Regions from separate parts of the Danio rerio genome. Here region 1 is linked to region 2. Evidence: chromatin contacts called from public Hi-C data. All regions are on one chromosome and are shown on one strand. Each heading gives the region's core, a stretch centred on a gene start, on an enhancer-like site or on the middle of the called end of the contact. The rest is flanking DNA. Distances are from core to core; before and after follow the strand shown.

Evidence for each region. A called contact is a pair of places that touch in the nucleus more often than the background predicts.
Region 1: a contact with region 2 is called in a Hi-C map of an unstated tissue, with 2.9 times the contacts expected there. The contact joins the enhancer-like site here to the promoter of homer3b in region 2.

The regions. Positions count from the first base shown.
Region 1 is chr11:14,099,733-14,104,337 of GRCz12tu, forward strand. No RefSeq gene overlaps it. Among named protein-coding and RNA genes, the nearest start is that of si:ch211-1a19.2, 18 kb to the right of the region's middle. Within about 2 kb of position 2,704, at least 8 of the 62 cell types and tissues checked have an H3K27ac peak or open chromatin away from gene starts, as enhancers often do.
Region 2 is chr11:13,922,949-13,927,519 of GRCz12tu, forward strand. It overlaps homer3b (homer scaffold protein 3b), which reads left to right and starts at 2,484. Exons shown (of 10, transcript NM_201113.1): 1 at 2,484-2,800. The coding sequence starts at 2,796.

The DNA of each region.
Region 1 (4,605 bases), core at 1,454-3,953, 180 kb after region 2:
CAGCATTTCTCAATATCTACACTACTGATCCACTACAGATTAGTCAGTTAGGCAGTAAACAACTACCTAAAGCTATTGTTCAAATATCCAAACCCTCTGCTAGTTTGTATTCATCGTACAGTAACGTTTCCCTCAAGTAAACAGCACTGTTGTAACTGTTGTTAAATGTCATTAAACTAAGTCATGTGTTGACCTTATTCTACAGTGCGCCGGTTTTTGCGATTGTTTTAGAATTTCTAGGAATAGGACAGAAAACAGTTAAACTACTTGCTTTACAAACAAGTATGTTCATGAATATACATAAAAAAGAAAATAATATAATAAGAAAATGTCAAGCAGCATAACAGGCTGTTTTAAAGATCTAAAAATCTATAAAAGTGAATGAGACCGGAAGTCTTGAGGCAAAAGATTCCTAGCTGTGCCCGCTAGCACGTGAAGGATGAGATCAAAACTAACAAACTCTTTAATTACAGTAATAAAGTACTGTAAAAATAATTAGTGTCCACAGATAGAAATGAACTAGCGGTGAATGTGCCACTGCTGGGTTGATAAGGGCATCTAGTAAACAGTTCTGTGTATGCAGCTATAGACAGTTCTGCTAACCACACTGAACTGTGACACAGCACACTTTAGGCATGGCACATGTGGACTGGAGCTTTATGTAATTCATAAAGAACACCGAAACTCTTTAAAATGCTTTAACTTTTCATTGATTGTTTGTTTTCTTCAATTTATATAACACAGGCCCGTAGCCAAGTGGGGTTCAGGTGGTTCGAAAGACCACCTTTTTTTCTTTCTTAAATATTTCCCAAATGATGTTTAACAGAGCAAGGACATTTTTACAGCATGTCTGATAATATTTTTGTTTCTGGAGAAAGTCTTAATTGTTTTATTTCAGCTAGGATAAAAGCAGTTTTTATAAAAAAAAAAAAAAAAAAAAAAAAAAACAGGTCAAAGTTATTAGCTCCTTTAAGCTATACATTTTTTTTGATAGTCTGCAGAGTAAACCATTGTTATACAATGCATTCCCTAATTACCCTAACTTTTTAGTTAACCAAATTAACCTAGTTAAGACTTTAAATGTCACTTTAAGCTGTATAGAAGTGTCTTGAAAATATCTAGTAAAATATTATGTACATGGCAAAGAAAAAGTAAATCAGTTATTAGAAATTAGATACAAAAACTATTATGTTTAGAAATGTGTTGAAAAAAATATCTCTACGTTAAGCAGAAATTGGGGAAAAAATAAACAGATCAAATCAAATCAAATCACTTTCATTGTTACATCATGCTATGATGAGTAAAAAGCTTAGGTGCTGGATCCAGACAGTACAAAATACAGACAGTGCAAATAAAATGACAAACACAATGGCAAAATACAACAGCATACTCCTCAAAAAAAAAAAAAAAAAAAAAGGCATTTAATTTGATTTCATTAACAAAACAAATTATCTACACTACCTGACAAAAGTCTTGTCACCTTTACAAGTTTTATGAATAATAAACAATAACTTAACTTTTAGTTGATCATTTGGTATTAGAAATGGCTATTATGAAAGGCAAAGGCCTCTAGATTACGCTTATTTTCCCAAAATAAAATATGATCATGCCTTAATTTTTAATTGTTTTATTAGAACAGTAAGGTCTGACTTTGCTTAGACAAAAGTCTTGTCACTTAACAGAAATAATGTACAGTATTAAAGATAAAGTCATGGTGCATTGGAAAAAGAATGATTATGACTCCCATGAGCTTGGATGACTGAATCCATACATCTGTACCGTTGTTGCCACTGGCTTGCATGGTTCAGGATCTGTAGAGCTGTGCATCGATGGATTTGCTCTTCAGTGTTTGGACTCTCAGTATTGAATATTAAACCACACTGAACTGAACTAAACTGAAATGAAACTAAACTCTGAAAACTGAACTACATTGTTTCAATTTACTATGATCTTCAATGTGACCCTGCTTTGACACAGTCTACATTGTTAAAGCGCTATAAAAATAAAGGTGAATTGAATTGAATCTTACTCCATTCTGAGTTAGGTGAATTGGATAATTGGCCAACTGGCTGAGCCAGGACTCAAACCAGCAACCCTCTTGCTGTGAGATGACAGTGCTAACCACTTAGCCACCTTGTTGGCCTTTAAGAGGGACAATTAAAACGAAATACTTTTGTACTTAAGTAACTTCAGAAAAGATCACTTTATCTTTTTTACTGTAGTAATATCTTATTAGGTTATAAGAGCTTGATTTGTGTACCTCGTCCATGTTACATATTGATTAAATGTTCACAGATTACATTATTTACACATTGAAAGTAACGCTTTTGTAACATATTATAGCACTGAACACCTGAGTTTAATTTTCCAGCTTCTTTGTTATTAATCAACAAGGGCTGGGATCATGACTCAGATTTTCTACAAAAGCACACTGACGTCCATTGTTTTTCTTTTTAAACAAATAGTATAACTGGACAATTGATTAAAAGCTCATTAGAAGGAATAGAGTTCATCTGTTTTCGTGTTAGCTAACATTAAAAACTTTGGAGTCAAAAGAGAGACCAATTAAGCATGTTTATCATACTAGTGATGAGGTTCCAGTTAGACATCAGGGATTTTTGAATCGAACAGAACGGAGCAAGTGGTCTGCCAACTGTTTCTCAAAGTAAGAAGTGTCTGCCCTTCTCGTGACCTTTTTTTGAGCTTTTCAGTAAACAGGTCCTATATTAAACCTTTAGCGCTCTCTTGCGGTTTTTATTGTAACTGTGCAGCTGTTTTAAAGGGATAGTTCGCCCAAAAATAATCACTCTGTCATATTTTACTCACCAAAAATGTTCAAAACCAGTTAGATTATTTTTTGTGGTGTAAAAACAACAGAAGGACGTTGAAAACTTTAACAATTGACTTTCAAAGTATTTGTTTTTTTTCTATGGAAGTCAACCCTTACAGGTTTCAATCATTCTTCAAAATATCATTAATAAATATTTTTTGTATATAAAAAAAAAAAAACAAGCAAACAAACTCAAACTAGTATGAAAAGGATAATGATGACAACTTTCATTGCTGGGTGAATTGTCTTATTTTAATATTTATTCAATAAAACATTCTAGTGTCTATTTCATTTTCTTTCTGAGATTTATTATTTAGATACTAATATCTTATCTGTTACATGCAACATATACTTATTCTCTACGGTGACTGAGGGAGCTTAACTTACCTATAGTATTTGAATGCAGCCTTTATGATGCAAGCTGAGATTGCATCACTCAGCGATGCAATGTCAGACACAATGCACTCAATTTAGTGAGGGACGTCATTGGGTAGGGTTAGTGGGTGGGGTTAGGTAAGCGCATTAAAATGCATTGGATGCAGCTCAAATTGTACTGCATCAGGTCTCCATCAAGACCCCTCTCTAATATGCTGCAACTTACGAAAACACATGCAATTACAAAAAACAGCAGCAAATGTAGAAAAGATCTTTATATGTTTGACAGTAAAATGTGCTGCATTTTCTCACAACGCAAACAATTTAATCAATTGCACTGCATTTTCACACAATACAAATGAATAAAATGGGCTGCATTTTCTCATAACAAAAGCAAATGAATAAAATGCGCTGCATTTCCTCACAACACAAACAAATTAATAAACTGCACTGCATTTTCTCACAACACAAATTAATAAACTGCACTGCATTTTCTCACAACACAAACAAATTAATAAAATGCGCTGCATTTTCTCACAACACAAACAAATTAATAAAATGCGCTGCATTTTCTCACAACACAAACAAATTAATAAAATGCGCTGCATTTTCTCACAACACAAATTAATAAACTGCACTGCATTTTCTCACAACACTTGCAAAAAAAACGGAACACAACAGAATGTTTCAAGGGGACTCTAAAAATGTGACGAACGCTGCTGTGTTGTGACTATTGCTGGGTCCCATTTCGCATTCTATCCATCCTAAAAAGTATTCGAAAATAAAATTAGTATGTGCCAAACCATATGTTGAAAAGAGAATGCCAAAGGTTCTTGGATGATTTAATATTTTTGGCAAAAATTCGAAGAGTCGAAACATCCATACTCTAACAGCTAATATTGCCCACAATATACATTGCATGTTTGATTTAATTAAAATTACAGATTCCGGTAAAACATGTTAATAAACTACAAACATGGCAGATGCATGTGACCAACTATCAAGTGGAGAGGCTTTGGTAAAGTTGTTTGAATGACTGTTAATTAATATCTAACCAACTGGAACATGTTTAAAGCCCATTTTCCGTGTTATATTTAATCAACAACAATGTGAACTTACATGAAGATATGTTTGGACAACTTCTGAATGCATAATTGCCCAAAGACCTGAGAAGTTTTCTCTGCATAAAAGACTCGCGAATGGCAGATTATTCTGCTGCTGCTTCTCCATAAAGTTAACCTCCACTCCACAGCTGCCCTGTCCTGACCTATTCATGCATCTCTAAGGACCGAGCTGTCCCGGGAGAAGCTTGCTAATATACAGAATTGGACTCAAGGCCTTCTGGGCGTTCAAAGCATTTGCAGACCTGGACAGATTTGTCCAGCCCATCACCCCCTTGT
Region 2 (4,571 bases), core at 1,234-3,733:
CTGTTGGAAACTGGTCGGGACTGCAAACAGGCCAGGCAAGTATAAAAGAATGCAGCATATTGTGCACTAAAATTTAGATGTACTTTTTTAGCAATAATCAGGCCCATAGCCAGGGTTTTGGTGGTTCGAAAGACCCAACTGCCTACTGACAAAGTCCAGAATTGACTCCCTATATGAGTTTGTTTGTCCCTTTTTGACTGTATGTCATCATAAGTTGTGAAAATAACCGATAGAAGAAGGCTTTAAAACCAATTTAATTTAATTATTCAACTGGACAATTTCTGACTGAGGAAATGAGCTTGCCGGTTTGTTATTTGCCTATAGGTAGGGCCAGACGGAATGTGGACATTTTTTGCTATTTCTGCGCAGAATTTGTTAAAAATCTGTGAATTTATGCAGAATTATATTGGGAGTGTCATAACTAAAACCTTCATTCATTAGTTCATTTTCTTTTTGACTTAGTCCCTTTATTAATCTGGGGTCGCCACAGCGGAATGAACCGCCAACTTATCCAGCATGTTTTTACGCAGCGGATGCCCTTCCAGCTGCAACCCATCTCTGGGAAACATCCACACACACACTCATACACTACATACAATTTAGCCTACCCAGTTCACCTGTACCTCATGTCTTTGGACTGTGGGGGAAACCGGAGCACCCAGAGGAAACCCACGTGAACGCAGGGAGAACATGCAAACTCCACACAGAAACGCCAACTGATCCGAGGCTCGAAACAGTGACCCAGCGACCTTCTTGCTGTGAGGCGACAGCACTACCTAGTGCGCCACTGCATCGCCCATAACAAAAACCTTAATATATGAAAAGTAACTTTTTAACTTTTTTTTTTAACTTTAGACTACAATGCAAATCTAATTAGATCCACTTTAGTTGGTAAGCAAAGCAAGTCTCTCCTATAATATCTCTACTAAAAGACAGTTATTAATATTATTTAGAAACTGTATTGTAAATAAATCATATGATTATTTTCATATTAGTTAATATTATTACTCCAATTAATTAAAAAAAAACTTAGTAAATATAAATTTACACACATTTACAAAATAAACAGAATTAATGATGGGCTAAAAATCTGTGGAAATCTGTGGAATTCTGCAGCACGGATTCCATATGGACCTACCTATGGGCTACAGTTTTTAACTTAAAACAAGTTACCAGATTCCTAATTTTTTTTTTTTTTAAGTGATGGATGACAATAAATTTGTGTTTTAAAAATAAGCATTGTTTCATATTTCTTTGTTCAAAATATTTAATTTAAAATTAAATATTTACATTTGTAAACAAACACTTTGAGGTAAAATAGGATTGATAAGCATTTTGACAAAAATCTGACAAGCTAATCCAGCAAAAATGCTTCAAATGTCACTAAAATACAGTATTTGAACCTCATAATTTAATATAAAATTAAGTATAACTGCAAAAAGGTACACTTTTTGAGAAAAAAAAGAACCACCTTTTTCATCAAGCTGGCTGCAGGCCTGTTAATGGAGAGCCGTCACAGGAGTTACCTTTGGGGCACTTACACAACCCCATGACAGATGCTGGAAACCTAAAATACCGAAAAATACCTGAAATACTGATTCATCTTACCACAGTACTAGTTTCCACTGTGCAATGGTCCATCCCAGATGCCTCAGAGTCCAGAGAAGTCAATAGCGCTTCTGGACACTGTTAACATTAGGCTTCCTTTTGCCACAGTGAAGTTTTCACTGGCATTTGTGGGTGTAACATTGTGGTGTCTGACAAAGGCTTGTCAAAGTATTCATGATCCCATGTGGTAATATCTCTTATAGATGACTGACAATTCAATATGCAGTGCCACCAGAGGGATCGCCTGAGGTATCTTTTATTTATGGTATGCACTGTTGCAGGTGAAATATCCAAATGGGTTTCTATCTTTCTTTGAGGAACATTGTTTTTAAATATTTCAATAACTTCTCTCATGGACTTTTCTGCAAACTGGCGATCCTCAGCCCATCATTGCTCCTAAAGACCTACTTTTGGTGGATGCTGCTTTTGTACCAAATCATAATTACAATCACCTGTTGACATCACCTGATTCAAATCACATCATTATTTAACCAATATACCTGGTTATTAGCCATAAATTGTTCCTGTACAAACTATTTTAAATGTGTTGCAAGAACCAAAATTGGAATATGTGTTTATTTTAATGATAATAATGATAAATAATAATAATAATAATAATAGATAGATAGATAGATAGATAGATAGATAGATAGATAGATAGATAGATAGATAGATAGATAGATAGATAGATAGATAGATAGATAGATAGATAGATAGATAGATAGATAGATAGATAGATAGATAGATAGACAAGCTGCAACTCATGGCCAGCAGGGGGCAGCAGATAGCTCGGGTAGGTTAATGTGAGGGAACACTGTAGTATTGAGGGGTGCAGATTACTTGAGAAATTTGACCATGAGGACTCGACGCGTTGCATCAGAAGCGCGCTGCTGTTTCTTGCTTTTCAACAGTATGGAAATAGAGAGGCCGCTGGAGAGCAACTAATAGGACTATGAGGACGAGAAATCGGGAGTCAACAAAGACACTAGACAAAGGAGAGCTCCCTTTCTATAAAATCACTCCATAACGGAGCAAACAAAGCACGACAACTGTTTTGACACTTCCATTGTTAAGTGGTTATCGCCATTTAAAGGACACGGGACTGGACTGGACTCAACTCGCTCTCCGTGGATCAGTTGGGAAACAAAACTGGAGTCTTGAAAATCCTCTGATTTACTTCTGTGAGAATGGGGTGAGTTCGCTTTCCTAGCAGCTTTTACTACAGATGTGAGAAAATCGACGACGATTGGTTTTGAAGAACGCAACTAACCTCGTTTTGAACATTTAGAGTTTACATCTGTCAGCGTGGTACAGTTGAAAATGCTGAGTAACTTTAGTTTGGAGCAGTATTTTTTGGACGGCGTAAGTTTGGAAAGGGAAAACGCGAGCTCACAGTCCGGTTGTGTTTCGAAATCCACAGCGCTGTCTAACTAGACTACATATTAGGGAGCTTTACAACCCCTTCAAAATCAGATGAAAATTGTCAAAAAATCTCTTACCCAAAAAGCAGCACGTGACCGCAATGCTGGCAAAAGTGCTGTATTTACTCGCTGCACTCCTGATCTCTAACGTTAGGTGTTATGGGATTTAAAAAATCTCATTCAAATAACAGTGATTTCAATTAGCATCGTCTTAATTGTTGTAAAATAATACATTATTATTATTACATCGACGAACTGTTTTTGGAAATTAAATAATAACGTTACGCGTGACACATCGTGACCTATTATCTCTTTTACAGTACATTTATCAAATAAACTATGTACAGTTAACATATATAATGACTGTATGAAGAATAACATTGTAATTGTGCAGATTTTGTTTTTATATCTTGAAAAATATATAAAAACAACATAGTTTACATATTTATTTTTTTATCTTTAAAATATGTATTTTTTATATAAACTAGTTGGAAAGAGGCAGGTATTCAGAAAATGCCATGGTCTGTTGATCAAAGATTTTCATATGAACTGCTTTAAGTCAACATTTAATGAAAAAACAAATCACCATTCATTTATGTCACAACTTGATCTTCCGGTGAAACAACAGTTTTCTGGTGATGATTAACGTTAGTGAACTTCTCAATGATTTAGTCTATACTAAACTTTGCTCCTTGCAACTGTAAGTTGTGATATCAATGTCTTGCCCATGCTCCTGCATAGAATCCATACATCAGAAACAGTTATTTCATATGTAATTATATTTTATTAATTTATTCTAATTAACTAGCAATAATCATTAACCAGTTTTTAAAACTGGGTAGTACTGATGCTTGATACCACAGATTGCCTTCACGATTCGATAATGAGTAAAATTCAAGCTGGTATCGGCAACTTCAATCCAATATTTTGTGCAAATACACGTGTGTAACAAATGTAAAAAAATGTAATGTATCTATGTATCTATTTGCGAAATCGAACTTAAAGCATGAAGATCTGGTATCCAAGGTATTGAAATTTCACATGACTACTGGGTAGGAAAAAAATACTCCACAATTGGTCACAGCAAATTTGTGGAATTGGTCAAAGGTTAAAAAATTTATCTTAATTAAAGAGTCTGCCATTATCTATTTGTATGTAGCTAATAATAATAATGACAATAATATAAAAATGCATTAAATATATTAAACATGTTAAAACTTGGGTAGCAGTGTTAAATAGTTGAGCTTGATATATGTGATTAAACTGAAAATTGTGATAACTGAGACAAAGTCAGGTGTTTGTAGGCCTGGGACGATAAGCGATATTATATCGAATCGCAGTAAAATTTATGTCAATTACAATGATAAGCTTTGGACTTTTTTTGCTCATAGAAAAGTTAGTAATAAACATTTATACAAAAGTATTTATGGGTATAAAGCATCTGTTTTGTGAGAAGTGCTCCTCATATGATATGTAAACGACCCGTACAGCTTTACTTTGACATTTCCTTGAACGAGAATGACATCAACTGAAACTTTCGGT